4 separate regions of the Mus musculus genome follow, and all the other regions are linked to region 1. A link is a contact called in public HiChIP or PLAC-seq and promoter capture Hi-C data. All regions are on one chromosome and are shown on one strand. Each heading gives the region's core, a stretch centred on a gene start, on an enhancer-like site or on the middle of the called end of the contact. The rest is flanking DNA. Distances are from core to core; before and after follow the strand shown. Region 1 holds the start of Tbc1d7 (TBC1 domain family, member 7). Region 2 overlaps Phactr1 (phosphatase and actin regulator 1). Region 3 has its middle 13 kb from the start of Gm32939. Region 4 holds the start of Rnf182 (ring finger protein 182).

The links. Promoter capture Hi-C pulls out the DNA fragments that hold promoters and counts their contacts. HiChIP or PLAC-seq counts read pairs in DNA pulled down with a chosen protein or histone mark.
Region 2: a promoter capture Hi-C map of hippocampal neurons shows a contact between it and region 1, with 2.3 times the contacts expected there. The contact joins the enhancer-like site here to the promoter of Tbc1d7 in region 1. A contact is called at or near these places in 1 of 39 promoter capture datasets (hippocampal neurons), 5 of 484 Hi-C or Micro-C datasets (the P5424 cell line, neural progenitor cells, pancreatic cancer cells and 1 more) and 2 of 115 datasets of contacts at active chromatin or transcription factors (the NIH/3T3 cell line and craniofacial prominence).
Region 3: a contact with region 1 is called in an H3K4me3 HiChIP or PLAC-seq map of craniofacial prominence, with 3 times the contacts expected there. The contact joins the enhancer-like site here to the promoter of Tbc1d7 in region 1. A contact is called at or near these places in 4 of 39 promoter capture datasets (the 3T3-L1 cell line, embryonic stem cells, liver and 1 more), 2 of 484 Hi-C or Micro-C datasets (embryonic stem cells and nephron progenitors), 12 of 115 datasets of contacts at active chromatin or transcription factors (the 230-238 cell line, bone marrow-derived macrophages, craniofacial prominence and 7 more) and 1 of 9 other capture datasets (liver).
Region 4: a promoter capture Hi-C map of pre-B cells shows a contact between it and region 1, with 3 times the contacts expected there. The contact joins the promoter of Rnf182 here to the promoter of Tbc1d7 in region 1. A contact is called at or near these places in 11 of 39 promoter capture datasets (the 3T3-L1 cell line, the HPC-7 cell line, cranial neural crest and 7 more), 2 of 115 datasets of contacts at active chromatin or transcription factors (large pre-B cells and pro-B cells) and 2 of 9 other capture datasets (adipose tissue and liver).

The regions. Positions count from the first base shown.
Region 1 is chr13:43,169,836-43,174,476 of GRCm38.p6, reverse strand. It overlaps Tbc1d7 (TBC1 domain family, member 7), which reads left to right and starts at 2,976. Exons shown (of 8, transcript NM_001252639.1): 1 at 2,976-3,168; 2 at 4,530-4,641. The coding sequence starts at 4,564. It overlaps Gm40929 (a long non-coding RNA gene), which reads right to left and starts at 2,655. Exons shown (of 4, transcript XR_873309.3): 1 at 2,635-2,655; 2 at 786-893.
Region 2 is chr13:42,818,490-42,822,616 of GRCm38.p6, reverse strand. The region is part of intron 3 of Phactr1 (phosphatase and actin regulator 1); the gene reads right to left. Among named protein-coding and RNA genes, the nearest start is that of Phactr1, 140 kb to the right of the region's middle. Within about 2 kb of position 1,991, at least 54 of the 459 cell types and tissues checked have an H3K27ac peak or open chromatin away from gene starts, as enhancers often do. A contact at or near this core is called in hippocampal neurons and neural progenitor cells, where this site is marked.
Region 3 is chr13:43,501,686-43,506,256 of GRCm38.p6, reverse strand. No RefSeq gene overlaps it. Among named protein-coding and RNA genes, the nearest start is that of Gm32939, 13 kb to the left of the region's middle. Within about 2 kb of position 2,551, at least 118 of the 459 cell types and tissues checked have an H3K27ac peak or open chromatin away from gene starts, as enhancers often do. A contact at or near this core is called in the 230-238 cell line, craniofacial prominence and nephron progenitors, where this site is marked.
Region 4 is chr13:43,614,230-43,618,253 of GRCm38.p6, reverse strand. Rnf182 (ring finger protein 182) reads right to left here and starts at 2,457. Exons shown (of 2, transcript NM_183204.4): 1 at 2,187-2,457.

The DNA.
Region 1 (4,641 bases), core at 1,727-4,226:
CACTGTGCTCAAACAACCAATTGTTATGGGTTTATTTTTTTTCATGAAAGCATATATAAAGATATGTATGTATATATGCATGTATGTATCTCCTATGAATTTTTACTTCTCTATACACTCTCAACAACAGGGCTTTTTGTCTGATCCTGAGACCAATGATGATCCATCACCTACTAGAAAACTGAAATAATAGACACACAAAACATAAACTCCCAATTTTGGTTACTATATGTCAATAGACATAAAATAATTGTCAAACTGCTATAAAAGACCTCCATGCCTACTCTAAAAGGCCATCCTTGCCCCACAGACTGGTTCACGGCCCATTCTTTAAATACCACTGAACTGGGTCATCAGCAGTAAGTACAGCCTTGCACTACCTGCTAGGTCCACGAGGAGAGCACACAGGACAATGGTTCCGTAAGATTATATGTGTGGTGGCGCATGCTCATAATCCTGGCACTTGGAGGAAGGCTGAGATAGAAAGACCACAAGTTTGAGGCCAGCCTGGTCTACAGAGTTAAGGTGCTTAGAAAAACAGATTATGTGGCCCAGTTACATCTTAATTATCTTATTTTGTTTAGTATGCTCTATATTTTCCCAACTTCAAAATGTCTATTGAGGCATCATTCCTCAGAATGTATTTCAGCTAATCAACACGAACCGTATCTTACAGTTTCCAGTTGAAGATCAAACACCCATCTCTACCCTACCTCCAATCTCAAAAATCCCCTCTGCACAAAAGGCTCCACCTTTCCAGGTCTGAAACCTCCCCTAGACCATACCTCCAACTGTGGGGTAAACATCCACACACATGAGCCTCTCGGGGACATTCTGTGTCCTTTCTGCTTGGTGAACAGAGGTCCTTTTATGCTTTGTTCAGGAACTTCTACCTGCAAGGTGAGGACGGACCTGTGGCCTACTGGGTTGGTGGAGACAAAATCCCCAGCCTGCCTTGGCAGTTTGGTTTTCCCCTTTACAGGACAATGTGCCGCCTATCTGAACTCACTGCTGTTGCTGCCCTCTGCTGTTTCTATTGAGAATTACAGGGTACTGGGTTCCTGGGGCTGCCGGGCTGGTAAAATGCCACGTTTGTGGTGGGGATCCCTGACGTGCATTCTGCTTAAGATTTGATTAAGCATCCTAGAATTCATTTTCGAGGCACCTTCACACCTCCGCCCTTCACTTTGACATGGACATACAACCCGCAGCAGCTTCTGGGTGCTGCTTGCAAATGCAACCACATAGAGCCCAGCCTTCCCACAACTGAATGTTAACAGTCAATTCTCAAACCGTTTTACTTTCTCCTTTTGTTTGTGCCCCATGACATGCCCAGACTGGAGTGGAGTCTCAAATATGCTATGACTTCCATTTCATACACACATGTCCAGGTTGTCATTTCCTGCCATTATGATTTAGTGAGTACTTTAAAAAGTGGCAATTGGCGTGGACCCAGGCCCTTTTGTATGCTATCTGAGGGTTTCTATTGCGGTGATGAAACAGCCTGACCAAAAAGCAAGTTGGGGAGGAAAGGGTTTATGAGGCTTACACTTCAACAGACCTGTTCATCACTGGAGGAAGTCAGGACAGGAACTCAAATAGGGTAGGAACCCAGAGGTAGGAGCTGGTGCGGAGGCCATGGAGGGATGCTGCTTACTGCCTTGCTCCCCATGACTTGCTCAGCCTGCTTTCTTACAGAACCCGGGGCCACCACAATAGGCTGGACCCTCCATCAATCACTAATTAAGAAAAAGCTGGGTCTCATGGAGGTGTCTTCTCATTTGAGGCTTCCTCCTTTCAGTCACTCTAGCTTGTGTCAGGTTGAGGTAAGATTAGCCAGCTCAGCATGTGACTTCACCACTAGCTGCACTCACTCACAGCCTTAAAAATCCCTAACTCTCCGGCCCAGGTACTGCTTTCTCTGCAGTAATTTCCCAACACTCATGGGGACAGCGCCTCACTGCGGCCGTGTTACCTCCTTGGCTTGTTACTGTGATAAAAATACTTGAAGAGACCTCGGGAGGAAGGGCTTACAATGTGAGTGAGCCAGATTGGCACTAACAATCCAAAAAACGAATCAGTAGTCCGTCCCAGACAGCTATATCTTCCTAATAGTTCCCTAATTCAGTCCTTGCTTCCAACTCAGTGCCACCTGGGGATGGACAAAGAACATGCTCTCCGTGACAAATCACACAGGATGCCCCAGTTCTGTCCAGCGGCTCGCAGCTTCCCCAAGCAAGCAGCCTTAACTGACTGCGCGCTTGGCATTCTAGGTCTGAGTAGCTGCCAAAAGGCAAATGGCAGCAACTGCCCCTTTGCACAGTAAACGATGAACAAATGGTTTTGCTTATCCCTCCTTGATCATTGGGGGACCAATAAGTTTTTGTTTTTAAGTTTTAAATATTTGTGTATAAAGGTTTTGTCTGCGTGCATGAGCACCATGCGCGTGCCCCGTACTGGCAGAAATCAGAAGGGGTAGTTTGGAATTCCTGCAACTGGAGTTATTGATGGTTGTGAATCACCACGTGAGTGCTGGGATTTGAACCCGGGTTCTGTACAAAAGCCGTAAGTGCTCTTAATTGTCGAGCTATCTCTCCTGCCCATCACTCAGTTTTTAATAGCTGAGGACTTAACTGATTTGCTTTCTCATGGTCACTTGGAACGTTTGGAAGAAGAAGTGCAGCCCAATCGATTAGCAAAGGCTCGTTTCCGATTTTCCACCGGGCGAGGTGGAAGAAACACCGCCTGAGGGATCCCGGTTTCCACGGGGCAGAAGAGTGCCCTAAGCAAGCACTCTGAACGAAGGGGAGACGATCACCAGGGTTTCGGGATCGAGGTGAGAGGGACAGACGTGGATACTCAAGGGCGCACAGACTCGGCCGCTACCACCTCTCAGGGCTTCAGCTTCACCCGGTTAACATCCACGTGTGGGTGGGACTCCCAGCAGATGTCCTCTGCGCACGCGCATCCGGGGCGACGTCACGTCCGGCGGCGGGAGTTAGAGGCGGAGAGGGCCGGGCCGGGTGTCTCATGGCATCGCTCCCCTCGCTCGCTCGGCCCTGACGCTTATGGTTCCGTCTGCCTGCCGGTAGCACAGCGTTGCCGGGCCGGTTCTCCGCCGCCTCCCGGATCTCTGAGTCTGAGCCGGGTGTGTTTGCTCTACTCGAGGTGAAGCGTGCATACCGGGAGAGCGGGGCCTGGGGCTTCACTGGGTTGTGGGCACCTTTCCCGCAGGTGGAGTCACCTGGGCAAGATTTGACAGCGCATCTTTCAGGGCGACTCCTGTGCCATCACAGTGCAGTCCCAGGAATGCTGTCGATAGACGACAGGGGCAGCGAATGCTTAAAAATACAAAAACCAAAAGAGCCCTCAAACTACAGATTGCATTTTAATCTTTGGGTTTTTTTTTTTTAACAGCTATGAAGAGGCCGTGGAACTCTTTAAAGGCAATTCTAAATTCTAAATAGCTTTTTTCAAAAATGAATTGCAATCTTCCCCATAACAGAAGCTGTTCAGATATCTAACTCCCAACAAGAAGTCCAAACTCCCCTGGTTATCTGGGGACGTCTCGGGGGCTTTTAGTAGCTGAGGACTTTATTCTTTGGAAGAATGTTTGCATCTTTAGTGCCTAGTCACTAAACCTAGTTTGATCTTTTCTTTTGGTTTACCATTAATATCACAAAGACTGTTCTGAAAGAATTATGTATTCTCTGAGATGATTTGAGTGCTCTTGCCAGATTTTTAGCCGTCTTCTGGTTATACTTTAATGCTTTTTCTCTGTTGGAGTTTTGTATTTTGATAATACAAAACTTGGTAGAATTGTGTTTATAGGAAGAAAAATAAGGGCAGGACTTAGGGCTTCCCTCCACCCCCTTCTAATTTCTCCAAATGCCTATTTTCGAGAGGACAGCTAAGCAAAACAAAACAAAAACCAAACCAAAACAAACAAACAAACAAAAAAGGAAATTAAGGTCACCTAGAATTTTACTAACTGAATAACTTGTTAATATTTTGGATGTCTCCTCTTATTTTAAAACATACCTATCTTGGACCAGAAGCCGTGGTCCACACCTTTTACCCCCCGCACCTAGGAGGCAGAGAGTTTGAGGCCAGCCTGGGCTACTTAGTGAGACCTTAGTTGTAAAACTGGAAGCAGAATTAGTACACACCACTGGTTAGCCCCATTTATATAACATATCCTGCCAGCTTTTCTAATTCATCTTATTTGTTCATTTGTATTTTGTTCATTCATGAGAACAAGGTATTTCATTGTGCCAGGGGTTCTTATAAGAAGGAACCCTAGAGGCCCCCTCTGTGCTACCTATTTTAGTAGCTTGGAGGGCAGCTGACCTATATCTTCATATCTATATCTTTGGCCAAGTTGCATTAGGAAGGTGGGATAGGGTTGTGTGGATCCAAAGATTTAATGCTCCTTGCTTAGGGCCAGGCAATTTATCATATTTGACTTATTGAAAAGGCCGAGAAAAATCACCTAATGTCCTTCCCAATTCTTCTTTCTTTGGTTTTAGGCTCACCTAAAAAAAATCCCTCCAAGGATGAAACATGACTGACGACTCTCAGAGGAACTTTCGATCAGTCTACTATGAGAAAGTCGGGTTTCGTGGTGTCGAAGAAAAGAAA
Region 2 (4,127 bases), core at 742-3,241, 350 kb after region 1:
GTCTCAAGTAGATATAATTGGGGTTCTAGAATGTTCTTTGCCTTGAACGTCGGGACTGGTTTGGTGAGTCTGGAGGCTCATGGGAGTCCTCTAGCCATCTTCCTGGGAGGGGAGGCCCTGAGCTGTTTGGCCAGAGAGGGGAGTATCTGAGCAAGGATGGGAGAAAACACGTGGGCTTTGGCCAGCGTGAAGAGAAAGGCACGTAGGAATTGGCTGAAAACAGTAAGTGCCCAAACATGTGGCTCAAAAGTACAACAGGCTACATGAGAGGCCTGGGAAGGGGCCCCCAATACAACTTTTAAGTCCCCTCTTCTCCACGGAGCCATCTTGCATGCCTGGAACCCCCCTATAGACTAAGTGTTCACTTACAACGCATTTATTTTGCTGCCCGTGACCTTCTGGCCCCCTCTGCTGTGATTACCCCAGCTCATTTTTTGTGGAGATTCTGCAGATGTCCGGAGAGAGGATGAACTTCAAGCCCCATGAAAACAAAACCACAACCCTGTTACTTAGCACAGGCTGGCCTTGAACTGGAACTCCCCCCTGCCCTTGTCTCCAGGGTGCTGGGGCTGCAGACGTGCACTACCTCAGATAAAAGCATGCCGAGAGATGACAGCAGAGTCTGTGGCCATTGTTATCCCCCTACGCATCCTCCCTCTCCCTCCTCCTCTCTTCGTCCCTCCTCCGCCTCGCTCCGATTTTAGTTTCTCAGCCCACATTGCACTGTTTGTCTGTTATAAAACAGCCGCTGGAGCCACAGGGCCTTGTCTGGCTCAGCGAGGAGCTATGTACACCCCTTTCACCTCTCAAGGTCCTGGACTCTGCTTCTAGCTGAGTTTTAACTGCCTGACATTCCAGTTCCCTGCAGCCAAGCATGGTACTAAAGTATGAAATGCAAAGTTCTAGAAAGGGTGCTTAAGCTTTAAATAACTTCCGGTTTCGCTGAACAATCATGTGACCTGTAAAATGGATGACACTCCTCACGTTATTCACCCCCACCCCTCGCCCACATGTTCCATGTGCTGTTAGAGCAGCTGAGAGTCCTGAGCCTGGCAAATGGCTTGTTCAGGCAGGGTGAGTGAAAGGTTAGACAAGAATATGTCAAAAGAGCCCCCTTTTTCCATTCTCCAGTTGATGGACGTCTATGCTGTTTCCAATTTCCGGCTTTGAAGAAGGGAACTACAATGAATATGGATGACCAAGTGCAAAACACATCTTTTTAAAGGTTCCCTTGAAAAGCAGGTAAAACAAGGACGTAGCTGCCTGATTTAGAAAAATTCTTCTCGAGCTTTTATTTCAAGGAATGAAGATAGGGTTTCTATCGGCCATCAAGAAATAGTATTGGAAGGTGGGGGGTGGGGTGAATGGGGTCGTCGCTTACTCTGCAAGCGTGTGTGTGTGTGTGTGTGTGTGTGTGTGTGTGTGTGTGTGTGTGTATGCAGGTTCAGATACTCAGCACCTTCGCTAAACACCAGCTCAGTCACACAGGTCTGCAACGCCAACTCTGGGGCACAGAGACAGGAGGATGCCAGTCTAGCTGAAGCAGTGAGCGCCAGGTTCAGTGAACAAGCCGGTTGAAGCATAAGGCAAAGAGAGGTAGAGGAAGACACTGTGAGGTTGACCTCTCGTCTCTCTGCGGGCAGGCATACGTGAGCATGCACATGTACACATGTACTCACCCCTCCCCTGCTACACATAAGAAAAAAAAGAACTGAGCCTCAGTGTGGGCCATACATCACTATCAGCAGTTGGGCTGCAGCAGCAGATAGGCAGTCCCATCAGGCCTTCGTGAGGGAGTGGGAGGTGGGGGGCAGGTAGTGGATAATACACAAGTTACAGTCGGGAACGGGAGTGAGCTCTGGCTTTTCTGGCTGCACAGATAGGGAGAGGTGACCCGATCGTCATTTGCAGGGACGATTGGCTGTGATTAACAATAGGGCACTGTGTATTTCAAAACTGCTGCCAAGAGAACTCTGGATGTTCTCAGCACAAACAAATGCCTCGTGTGAGGAGCTGAATGCTCCCACGACCCTGGCATGACAGTCACAGTGTGTCTGTGTACCACTGCCGCAGATGGCAGCCTGCAAGTACAGGCCAACCCAAACTAAATGAAAACAAATAAACCCCAGAACATGGAATAGCCAAGAGGTTACGGGGTGTGGGGAGAGGGTATTAAAGACAACTAAAGGGGGTTGAAGGACTGAAAGTATGGCGGGTAGTTTTAATTTTCAAAGCCAGTGATTTACATATGCCTCATTTTGAAGGTGAGGTCTTACAGATTTCTGAAGTGGAGTGGAGGTGTTAGCTCGATAGTTCTCTCTCTTTCTCCCTCTGGGGGAAGATCGCCCTAGTCAGTGAAGGAAGGCCTCTAACAGGGAATAAGTTTGTCCTGGGGATGAGGAAGTAATGAGAAGGGAGGTTGGCGAGAGGCAAGAAATTGCACGAATCAAGTTATAGGTCAAGTATGACCCCGTGCATGAAGGCAAGGGCTGGGGTTTTTCCTCTTTTTCTTTTTCTCTTTCTCTTTCTCTTTCTCTTTCTCTTTCTCTTTCTCTTTCTCATTCTCTTTCTCTTTCTCTTTCTCTTTCTTTCTCTTTCTTTCTCTTTCTCTTTCTCCTTCTCCTTCTCCTTCTCCTTCTCCTTCTCCTTCTCCTCTTTCTCTTTCTCTTTCTCTTTCTCTTTCTCTTTCTCTTTCTCTTTCTCTTTCTTTCTTTCTTTTTTTTTTTTTTTTTTTCCGAGACAGGGTTTCTCTGTATAGCCCTGGCTGTTCTGGAACTCACTTTGTAGACCAGGCTGACTTCGAACTCAGAAATCCACCTGTCTCTGCCTCCCAAGTGCTGGGATTAAAGTGGAGAAAGAGGAACGCTCCTCCATTGTTGGTGGGATTGCAAGCTTGTACAACCACTCTGGAAATCAGTCTGGCGGTTCCTCAGAAAATTGGACATAGTACTACCGAAAGATCCAGCAATACCTCTTCTGGGCATATATCCAGAAGATGCCCCAACCGGTAAGAAGGACAAATGCTCCACTATGTTCATAGCAGCCTTATTTATAATAGCCAGAAGCTGGAAAGAACCCAGATACCCCTCAACAGAGGAATGGATACAGAAAATGTGGTACATTTACACAATGGAGTACTACTCAGCTATTAAAAAGAATGAATTTATGAAATTCCTAGCCAAATGGATGGACCTGGAGGGCATAATCCTGAGTGAGGTAACCCAATCACAAAGGAACTCTCACAATATGTACTCACTGATAAGTGGATATTAGCCCAGAAACTTAGGATACCCAAGATATAAGATACAATTTGCTAAACACATTAAACTCAAGAGAACAAAGACCAAAGTGTGGACACTTTGCCCCTTCTTAGAATAGGAAACAAAACACCCATGGAAGGAATTACAGAGACAAAATTTGGAAGTGTGACGAAAGGATGGACCATCTAGTGATTGCTGTATCCAGAGATCCATCCCATGATCAGCTTCCAAACGTTGACACCATTGCATACACTAGCAAGATTTTGCTGAAAGGACCCAGATATAGCTGTCTCTTGTGAGACTATGCCAGGGCCTAACAAACACAGAAGTGAATGCTCACAGTCAGCTATTGAATGGACCACAGGGCCCCCAATGGAGGAACTAGAGAAAGCACCCAAGGAACTAAAGGGAACTGCAGCCCTATAGGTGGAACAACAATATGAACTAAGCAGTACCCCGGAGCTCTTGTCTCTAGCTGCATATGTATCAAAAGATGGCCTAGTCGGCCATCACTGCAAAGAGAGGCCCATTGGACTTGCAAACTTTATATGCCCCAGTACAGGGGAACGCCAGGGCCAAAAAGGGGGAGTGGGTGGGTAGGGGAGTGGGGGGAGGTGGGTATGGGGGACTTTTGGTATAGCATTGGAAATGTAAATGAGCTAAATGCCTAATAAAAAATGGGAAAAAAAAAAAAAAAAAGGCGTGCGCCAAGTGAAACCTGTTACTTCAAGGTTGCTGGGCGAATAGAGGTGAAAGTCTCCCTCTGGTGGTGGATCTGGGAAATGCAGGGGGCAGGAGCACAGCGGTTGCCGGTGAGGACCGTGGCAAGATGGCCGTGGTCCTGGTGCAGGAGAGAAAATGCTTGCA
Region 3 (4,571 bases), core at 1,302-3,801, 330 kb before region 1:
GGATTCACAGCCTCCCAAAAGAGTGACACCAACTAGAGGCCAAGTGTTCAAACACATGAGCCCGTGACAGACACTTTCCCTCTAAACATTAACTTTCCACTCACAACTCCCCTCAGGCAGCTGTTGTGCCCCCCCCCCCCATCCTGATGCCTCATTGGTCCAAGAGCTCACACAGTGATAAGCAAAGGTTTTCTAAGACTGTAAGTGGGCCAACCTCACACCCCATTAAACGTACCAAGAGATGTGCACATTTCCTCTTAAGCATTGCTTAATGGTGGAAGTCATTCTGAAAGGGCTTCATGATGTTGTTTGGAAATGACCAATGAGTCTCCATCCACACTTACTCAATCTGTAGTAATTGTGTATACCTAGGGGCTATGGGGGAAAAGTTCGCATGTCACAAATGACACTTGAACCTGTGTATGGTTGACAGTACATTCTATTCTGCTGACACTTATTTGATTTTGTTATACTTTTTAATTGGACCTGACTCTGTATGGAGTAAAAAAAATTGGGGGTCTTAAGTTCCTTCATATGGTACCTAGAGAATCATTTCACACACACACACACACACACACACACACACACACACACACACACACACATATATGCATATATACATGTACATACATATGTACACATGCATACATACACACATGCACATATATACATGAACACATATACATACATACCCATACATGCACACAGAGCACTCTGAGATTTTTCTGGTTTGGTTTTGTTCTAATTTTCTGTGCTGGGAGTTTCCTTGTTCTAGTTGATTGTCAGCCGCTGTAATAAAATACCATGGCCAAAAGCAACCTGGGGAGGAAAGGGCTTCTTTCCTCTTAAAGCTTACAGTTTGTCATGGAGGAAAGTCAGGCACTCAAGCAGGAACCTGGAGGCAGACACTGAATCAGAGGCTGTTGGGGGCAGGGTGGTGTGGTGGTGGTATGGTGTTTAATGCTGCATTCTGGTTTGCTCAGCCTGCTTTTTTATAGAATCCAGGACCAGCTGCCCAGGGGTGGGATCCTCAATAGTGGGCTGGACCCGCCCATGGCAATCATTATTCAAGAAACTACCCCATAGGCATGCTCACAGAATGCTTGCAGGCCAGTCTGATGGAGGCATGCTCATAGAATGCTTGTAGGCCAGTCTGATGGAGGCGTTCTCAAGTGACCCTAGCTTGTGTTGAGTTGACAAAAGTGAGCCAGCACAGACTATGCTAGAAAAGTATGATACTTTGGGTATACCTGTAGCCTTTATCTGTGTTATGAGACCTATCACCTTCCACTTAAACACCTCTTTTCTTTTTCTTTTTGCAGTACTTATGATCACAATATGTGAGAGAAGAAAGAAAGATCTATTGATTGGCTCACAGGTTCGGAGAGTTCTGTCCATGGTCTTGCGCTCCTGATACTGGGCCGTGGCCACAGTAATGTGTGCAGGAGTCTGTTCAGCTCCTGGTGACAGAAAGCTGAGAGGGGGGTGGGGGGAGTGGGAGGGAGAAGCCAAGACACTGAGGCCACCTCACCACTAGGACACACCCCCTAGTGACTGACTTCCCTCAGTAACCCACTACTTCAACCTTGGCCCTATTGTCCAAAGCTTATTTTAATCATTGTATTTTTAAATTTTTTAAATGACAAAATTCCTTTTAGTGTGTATGCACGCGTGGTGAGTGGACAGGATATGTGTGTGGTGGGTGTCGGGGTGGGTAGATACATCTTTGTAGGAAGTTAGAGGACCCCTTACAGGTAGTTCTCTCCTTCCATCCTGTGAAACTGGAGGTTCAACCTCAGGTTACCAGGCTTGGCAACAAGCCCCTCCACCAGAGGTGCTCTCTCCCAGGCCCACACAGCCCAAATCTCAATCTATCCCCCCAAAAATAGCATCAGCATCAGGGAGCCAAGCAATCAACACCTGAGCCGATGGGGAAAAGTTGACACTCAAACCATGACTCCGCCTTTTCTGTATTTCTCTGACAATCTCGGATGGTTCTTGAGGGTCCGTCATGATTTTTCTCCTTTGTCTCCACCCAACGTGATGTGTGTCAGTACACTCCTTCCTCAAAACAAACAAACGAACAACAACAACAATCCAGGCAACTGTGTGCGAATGCTACCTGAAAGAAAAAATGACCAAGTAAGGCAGCAACTAACGTTTAGACCTTAAAAATTGCAACGCAGAGCTAAACAGGAGGCAAAGAAAAATCCAGGATGCATGTTTTTAATGTGCCTGAAGACATTTATGTTTCAGCAAGAACCGCATAGCAAAACCATATTATGAGAAATGAATCGCCTAATTTTGCTCCTCCCAAGAGACAGGCGCCGATGCTAATTATTACCAAATGACCAGTGTGACTGGGTTTCCATCTCTTTTGGTCTTTCTCCTAAGCCTGGCTCAGGGAGGCGAGTCTCAGAATAGGCCAAGTGAAGGATTCTGAATAAAACACTGCGAATTAAGTCCACGAAGGTGATAGCCATGGCGACAGGGTGAGCGTCCTCCAGAAGGAAGCGGTTGCCCAGGGAAGGGGGGAGGGGGGAGTGGCGGAGTGTGGTTTGAAACAATGGTAATCCGATGAAGAGGCAGCGGCCAGCAGCGGCAGATCCGATCGAACAGTGGCAGCAAGGAGGCCTGAGTTTTGTGAGCCTTGCCTCTCCCTGCCCTCACCACAGCTGGGTCTTGTCATCCGCAGTCCCCCCCTTCCCCATAACACTAAAGAAGTCTCTCTAGGTGAAGCCTCGCAGCTGGTGATACCAGAGCAGACTCGCCTGCCTCGCCTCGCTAACCCGGCTCTCTGGGGAGTCACATTCCTGTGTCTAGCATTAGGCTAGATTACCTCTTGTCTTTGTATCGGTTCCCTTTGTAGCTTTCCAAAAGGAAGACTGTGATTATAATTATTATTTACCAAATCAGTTCGCTCCCGGGTGGTGGAAGAAAGGACGTTTCTCCTACCACCCTCTTAAATCCATTTGCCTTGTTTATATGAGGACAATCTTGCTATGGAGACCAGGCTGCTCTTGAATTTGCAGTCTTCCTGCTTTAGCCTTCTACGTGCTGGGACTACAGGTAAACCTCACCATGCTAGGCTCAAATTCGTTTATCTTGGCATATATTGTAATATTTATGCGGGGGCAGTACTCCCTTGAGTCAAGACCTTATCCATTAAAGTTATTAAACACGTCAACGGTGCTTCTCCTGTGCCGGGCGTGGTCTCTCTCCTGACCTGTGTACAACTCATTTAATTAGGGCAGAAACTCTGCATGCAGAAGAGGAGTCAAGAGACACATGGTTGGGAATGGTGTCCTCAACTGCACAGAGTTCTCTTGTTTGTGTGTGTGTGTGTGTGTGTGTGTGTGTGTGTGTGTGTGTGTGAGAGAGAGAGAGAGAGAGAGAGAGAGAGAGGGAGAGAGAGAGAGAGAGAGAGAGAGAGTGTGTGTGTGTGTGTGTGTGTGAGAGAGAGAGAGAGAGAGAGAGAGGGAGAGAGAGAGAGAGAGAGAGGGAGAGAGAGGTATGTTTGTGGGTGTGGCACACCATATGCCACAATACACAAAGTTTGGAGGTCAGAGCTGATCCTCAAGTGCTAGAGGCTAGATGGCCTATGAACTTCCGGATAGGAGCCCAAAGATTACAGATAAATTCACTACTCTACTGTATATAGCTTTTAAATTTTGCCTGTGGGAATTCAAACTCACACCATCAAACTTCTACAGCAAGAATGTTGCCCACTGAGCCATCTCCCCAGTCCTAGATTAATAAAATTTCAGCCATAAGTGTTGATCCTGCCTATAACTGCCTAACATACCCATTATACAGATGGAGGGATTGAGGCAAGAAAGGAGTCAGAGAAACTCTCTTTGCTAAGGGTTTGATCAATATTTTAATAACTATATAGTAAGAGTCAAAGTTTGATTTTTCAAAAATGAAACCTAATTAATTCAGCTTAGTTGCAAGGGTAGGTGTTTCAAGAGGGGGCTAGACTTTATATCACCTTTAAAAGTGTATGAATTATCAAATTATTTCTAGGAAAATTCATTCTAGCACATTAAACTAGATTCCAATTAGTTAAGTACTTCCAGATTGACTCTGAAGAGGCACTGTCATGTTCTTAATAAATGTTGATGTCTCACTTAGAATCGGGAACAATCGTGTATTAAAATCCTTAAAAGTGAAAAGGGAGCTGGCTTTGTTTAGGTTGTCAAGTACGCTCCTTTACAAGTCGTCTTAGTCGGAGTTCTAGTGCTGTGAAGAGACGCTATAACCGCAGACAACCCCAGCAGCTTTTAATTAGGGTTTACAGTTCAGAGATTTAGTCCATTGTCATCACGCTGGGAAGCATGGCGGCACACATAGTGCTGGACAGGAAGCTGAGAGGTTTACATCGGATTGGCAGGCAGCGGGAAGAGAGAGAGAGGACACTGAGCCTAGCTTGGGCTTCTGAAATCCCAAAGCCCAACCCCAGTGACACATTTCCTCCAACAAAGCCACACCCACCTCAACAAGGCCACACCCAATACCACTCCCTAAGCATTCAAATACTTCAATCTATGGGAGCCATTCTTGTTTTTGTG
Region 4 (4,024 bases), core at 1,208-3,707, 440 kb before region 1:
TAAGGTATGTTTTTTGCATTTCCTACTACAATAGTACAGCTGTCCCCTTACCCATGGTGGCTTTAGCCCTGGTGGTAACTCAAGAGTCCAGGAAGCCAGTGATATATGTAATAGTGAGACCACGTTTCTGTAAGCCACCTAATACAGTTAAGCAGTCAGTGCATTCAATCTGTAGCTGTTTATTTCTGTTTACTTGTTTTATTTTGGAAGGAAGAAAAAGAAAATGGTGCTGTTTGAAGACGCCAAACTATTGAATCTTGTACCTGCAAACAGGAGCCCTTATCTTGCCATCGTAACACTAAGCAGCTCTATGCTTCAACACTCTAATTGTGAGCCACAACTGCCCAGGCTAGAATTCCCAGTGTGGGTTTCATATAGCTACACGTACAGAGTCCTTGTACTTGAATGTTAGGATTGCTGACAAAGAGCTAAATAAAGCTGCACTCCTGGTACCTTAGAAAGAACTCAAATTGTATTTTTAGTACCAAGCAACTACATTCTGTGACTATGTAATGCGCCTTCGGTTTTTTGATGGTCTGACTGCCTCTCGGGCTGAAATGAGAAAAAGCTGATGATTCTCCTCCTCTGCTTCTCTTCTCCACCCCGCTCTACTTCATTCGAATCAGGCTAGTGTTTCATTGCCTTCATCAAGGAGTATTTAGTACAGCATCTGTGAGCCGCGCAGCAGGTAAAAACTCGGTTTCAAAACAACTGTGGAAATAATCTGAAAATTACTGCAGTGTAAATCCTTTAGTTTCCAATACAGGCTTATAATGAAGTGGCATTACTCAAAATTGTTGGCACATGAGAACAAGCTTAGGAACCCAGCAATCAGCAAGCTAACAGGTGTTGGAATCCCAAGGGGGTTGGGGGATATTAAATAATCACTCTGGGATGGCACCTCCTGTAGCTACAATACCCAGAATTCTAATCAAGTTAACCACAACTCAAAATAATCAGTATTACTGTTTCATTAACTATAATATGAGCTAACAAAAACAAAATAGAGTTCCTTTCATTCCATAAAACGTTCTCTAACCTACTTAAACATGATTTTTCTAAGTTGAGTTATACAACTTAATCAGGCGGGTAATTTTCCAGTTATCAACACAGCATCTGTCCCCAATTAATAAAATAACATCTGCACATGTATAATATCCTTAACTGATCACCTGTAACCCGGAAAAGCATGTTTTCTTTCTCTCATAATAGTACATATCATTTCTAGTGCTCTCCCCCCCCAAAAAAGTCTTCACTATCACATTTAAAAATTTTGTGTGTGTGTGTGTGTCTGCAACAAACTATCACGAAATGATCTGCTGGCTTGTGGCCACTGAAAGGGACTGGTACCCACAACTTAAGCAGTTTCCTATCAGGTATCCCAATGCCCTTGGCAACTGCATCTCAGTCCTTGCCAGCACACATAAACACTGATGCAAACACTGCCTGGACACCTGCCTCCGAGGATGCTTTGGATGGCTCCCTTGCATAAAAACACAAGGCATTTTCCACTTGCCTAGAGCGTGAACACAATATCTTCCCAAAACAATAGCAACGATGTCTGTGCCAAGTATCTCCCCAACAAGGTACTGGTCCAGCTAACAGCTCTAGAAAGGCTAGAAACGAGCCCGAGCACTCTTTCCCACCATGCAGTTCCAGATTCAGATCCAAAACCCAGAGGAACTCCAGATACCACTTCTAAATGCGTGGACCACAAGCGTCAGAAGGAGCTGACTTTTCAAAGATTTGTGTTAAATTTAAAAAAGAAGAAGAAGAAAGAAAGAAAGAAAAAGAAAGAAAGAAACCTCTCATTTGCTCCTTGCACCTCCTATCCTATTCTGTAAGGAATTAACCATGAAACACAAAAGTCCTGGGGTAATTTTGTTTCCTTCTTTTCCTCCTAAAGGCGAAGGAGAGAGGTGGAAGGAAAAAGAGACACCTGGCAGGTGGGTATGGCTCGGCCCGCCCCTCAACTTGGTCGGGACAGATCAGGCGGTGTCGAGGGCTCTGCGCCCGGAGCGCGGCCCGAAGTTTGCTACGGGTGCTGGGCTCCCGGGGCTCCGGGAGGCCGTGACGGTGGGTGGCATCAGGGTAGCCCCGCAGGGCATCCGGTGCACACCCCGCAGCGGCTGGACCCCGCGCTCGGGGGACCCTTCCTGGGCCGCGCGGACTGGCGCGCGCCTTACCTGACCAGCGGCGGGGGCCGTGGGAGGACGGACTGGAGGATCGATGGGAGGATCGAGAGCCACTCCGGCGGCGGCGCCAGGGATTGAGGGAGGCGCGGCGGAGGAGGAGCTCGGGAGCCGCGGGCGGGCGGGCCGCTTTGTCTCTACGGCGCACAGCCGACCCTACGTCACCATGGCAACCGCCACTGCCGGGGCCGGCCGAGAGCCTGAACCCCTAAGGCACCACGGTCCGGGACCCCGCCAGCCCTGAGACCCACGCCCTTCTTCTCAGCAGTTGGGTAGTGTGGAGGAGACAAGGACCCCACCCCCAAACACCCGGAGCCACTGCCAGTGTAGACACTCCCGAGTCTCAGAGTCCCTTGCCAGAGACAGGAAGGCTCCAGAGAGCCCTAAGCCCAGAGCCAAATCTTATTGCAGTGCAGGCTCTGCTTTGCTTTCTTACTCTGGACATTCCAAAGCTCTAAGGTCCCCGTCACCACCACATCTTTCTTTTATGAAGCTCTGCCCTCGAAACGGAAATTCACTTAAGGGAGAAGAAAGGACAGTACAAAGTGATAAACTATCACTTTGAGCAACTGGTACTCCGTGCTCCTGTTGCGGCTGCTGCATCAGACACCACCACCACCACCACCACCACAATCACCACCAACCAACCGCAACCTTTGCCTCTGCTGCATTTCTGGTCTCCCACAATCAAGCCAAGCACCTGCCTTGCCAGGGGCTCCCGTGGGAGGGAAAGGGAGCCTTGACTTCTGATGATAAATACGAGATGTTAAACCGCAACTTTTACACACAGGCTTCAGTGTGAATGTGAAACACTGCCACACTGCTTAGGGACGGATTACAACTGCTAAGCATCCACCATGGGCACCAAGTGACAGAGCCACCGTCTAGCTGCATACTGCCGACCTTGACCCTTAGGAAAGCAACTAGGCTCCCTTGGGAGTCTAGATAGCCTCTCCTGAGGAAATTTTTGGAGAAAGAGGGAAAAGTACCAGCAGGCCTTGGGTCATGCTTTTTTTTTTAAAGGACAGAGCTAGAGGGCAGCTCCCCTGGGTGAGTCACTCCTCTATACTATGTTTTCTTGAAAGTTCAGTGACTAAATCCAAATTCTACAGTGTCTTCCTTTGGACCTCAAGAGCAGGCCATGGACTGTCCTGGCATTTGTGAATCACCAAAGAAGTCCCATTAACATGCTAACTAACCCCCTGGAGAGCTATTGTTTTCTGGGCTTTCAAGCTGTCTGAGAAGGACACACCGAAACAACAGCATTACTGAAAAACAAAACAAACAAACAAACAAAGACGTTACCGATAGAGGAGGCTCCATGTATTAACTTATAAAAATAGAAGGTCCATTTTATGTACTAAAATGAAAGCATTTCACTCCTAAGGAAGGTTGCCTACTTTTTTTTTTTTAAATAAAAAGATCAGTAGGTGGGGGAGGGGGGGTGCACGCCTTTAATCCCAGTACTTTGGAGGCAGAGGCAGGCAGATTTCTGAGTTCCAGGCCAGCCTGGTCTACAGAGTGAGTTCCAGGACAGCCAGGGCTATACAGAGAAACTCTGTCTGGAAAAACCAAATAAATAAATAAATAAATAAATAAATAAATAAATAAATAAATAAAAGATCAGTGCTTCCAGATGAAGTCAAGAGAACGAAATCTTTCTGTCACGCCATTAAGTCATTTGAAGATATGTATCAAAACTCAAAGTGCATGTATGTTTCTCCCAGCTATCTGAATCTAAGAAATGTTACACAGAAACCCATGAATAGATAATGAGAGCTATGCAAGAGTGCAACATACCCCCACTTTTCTACCAGCAAAAATTTAAAACA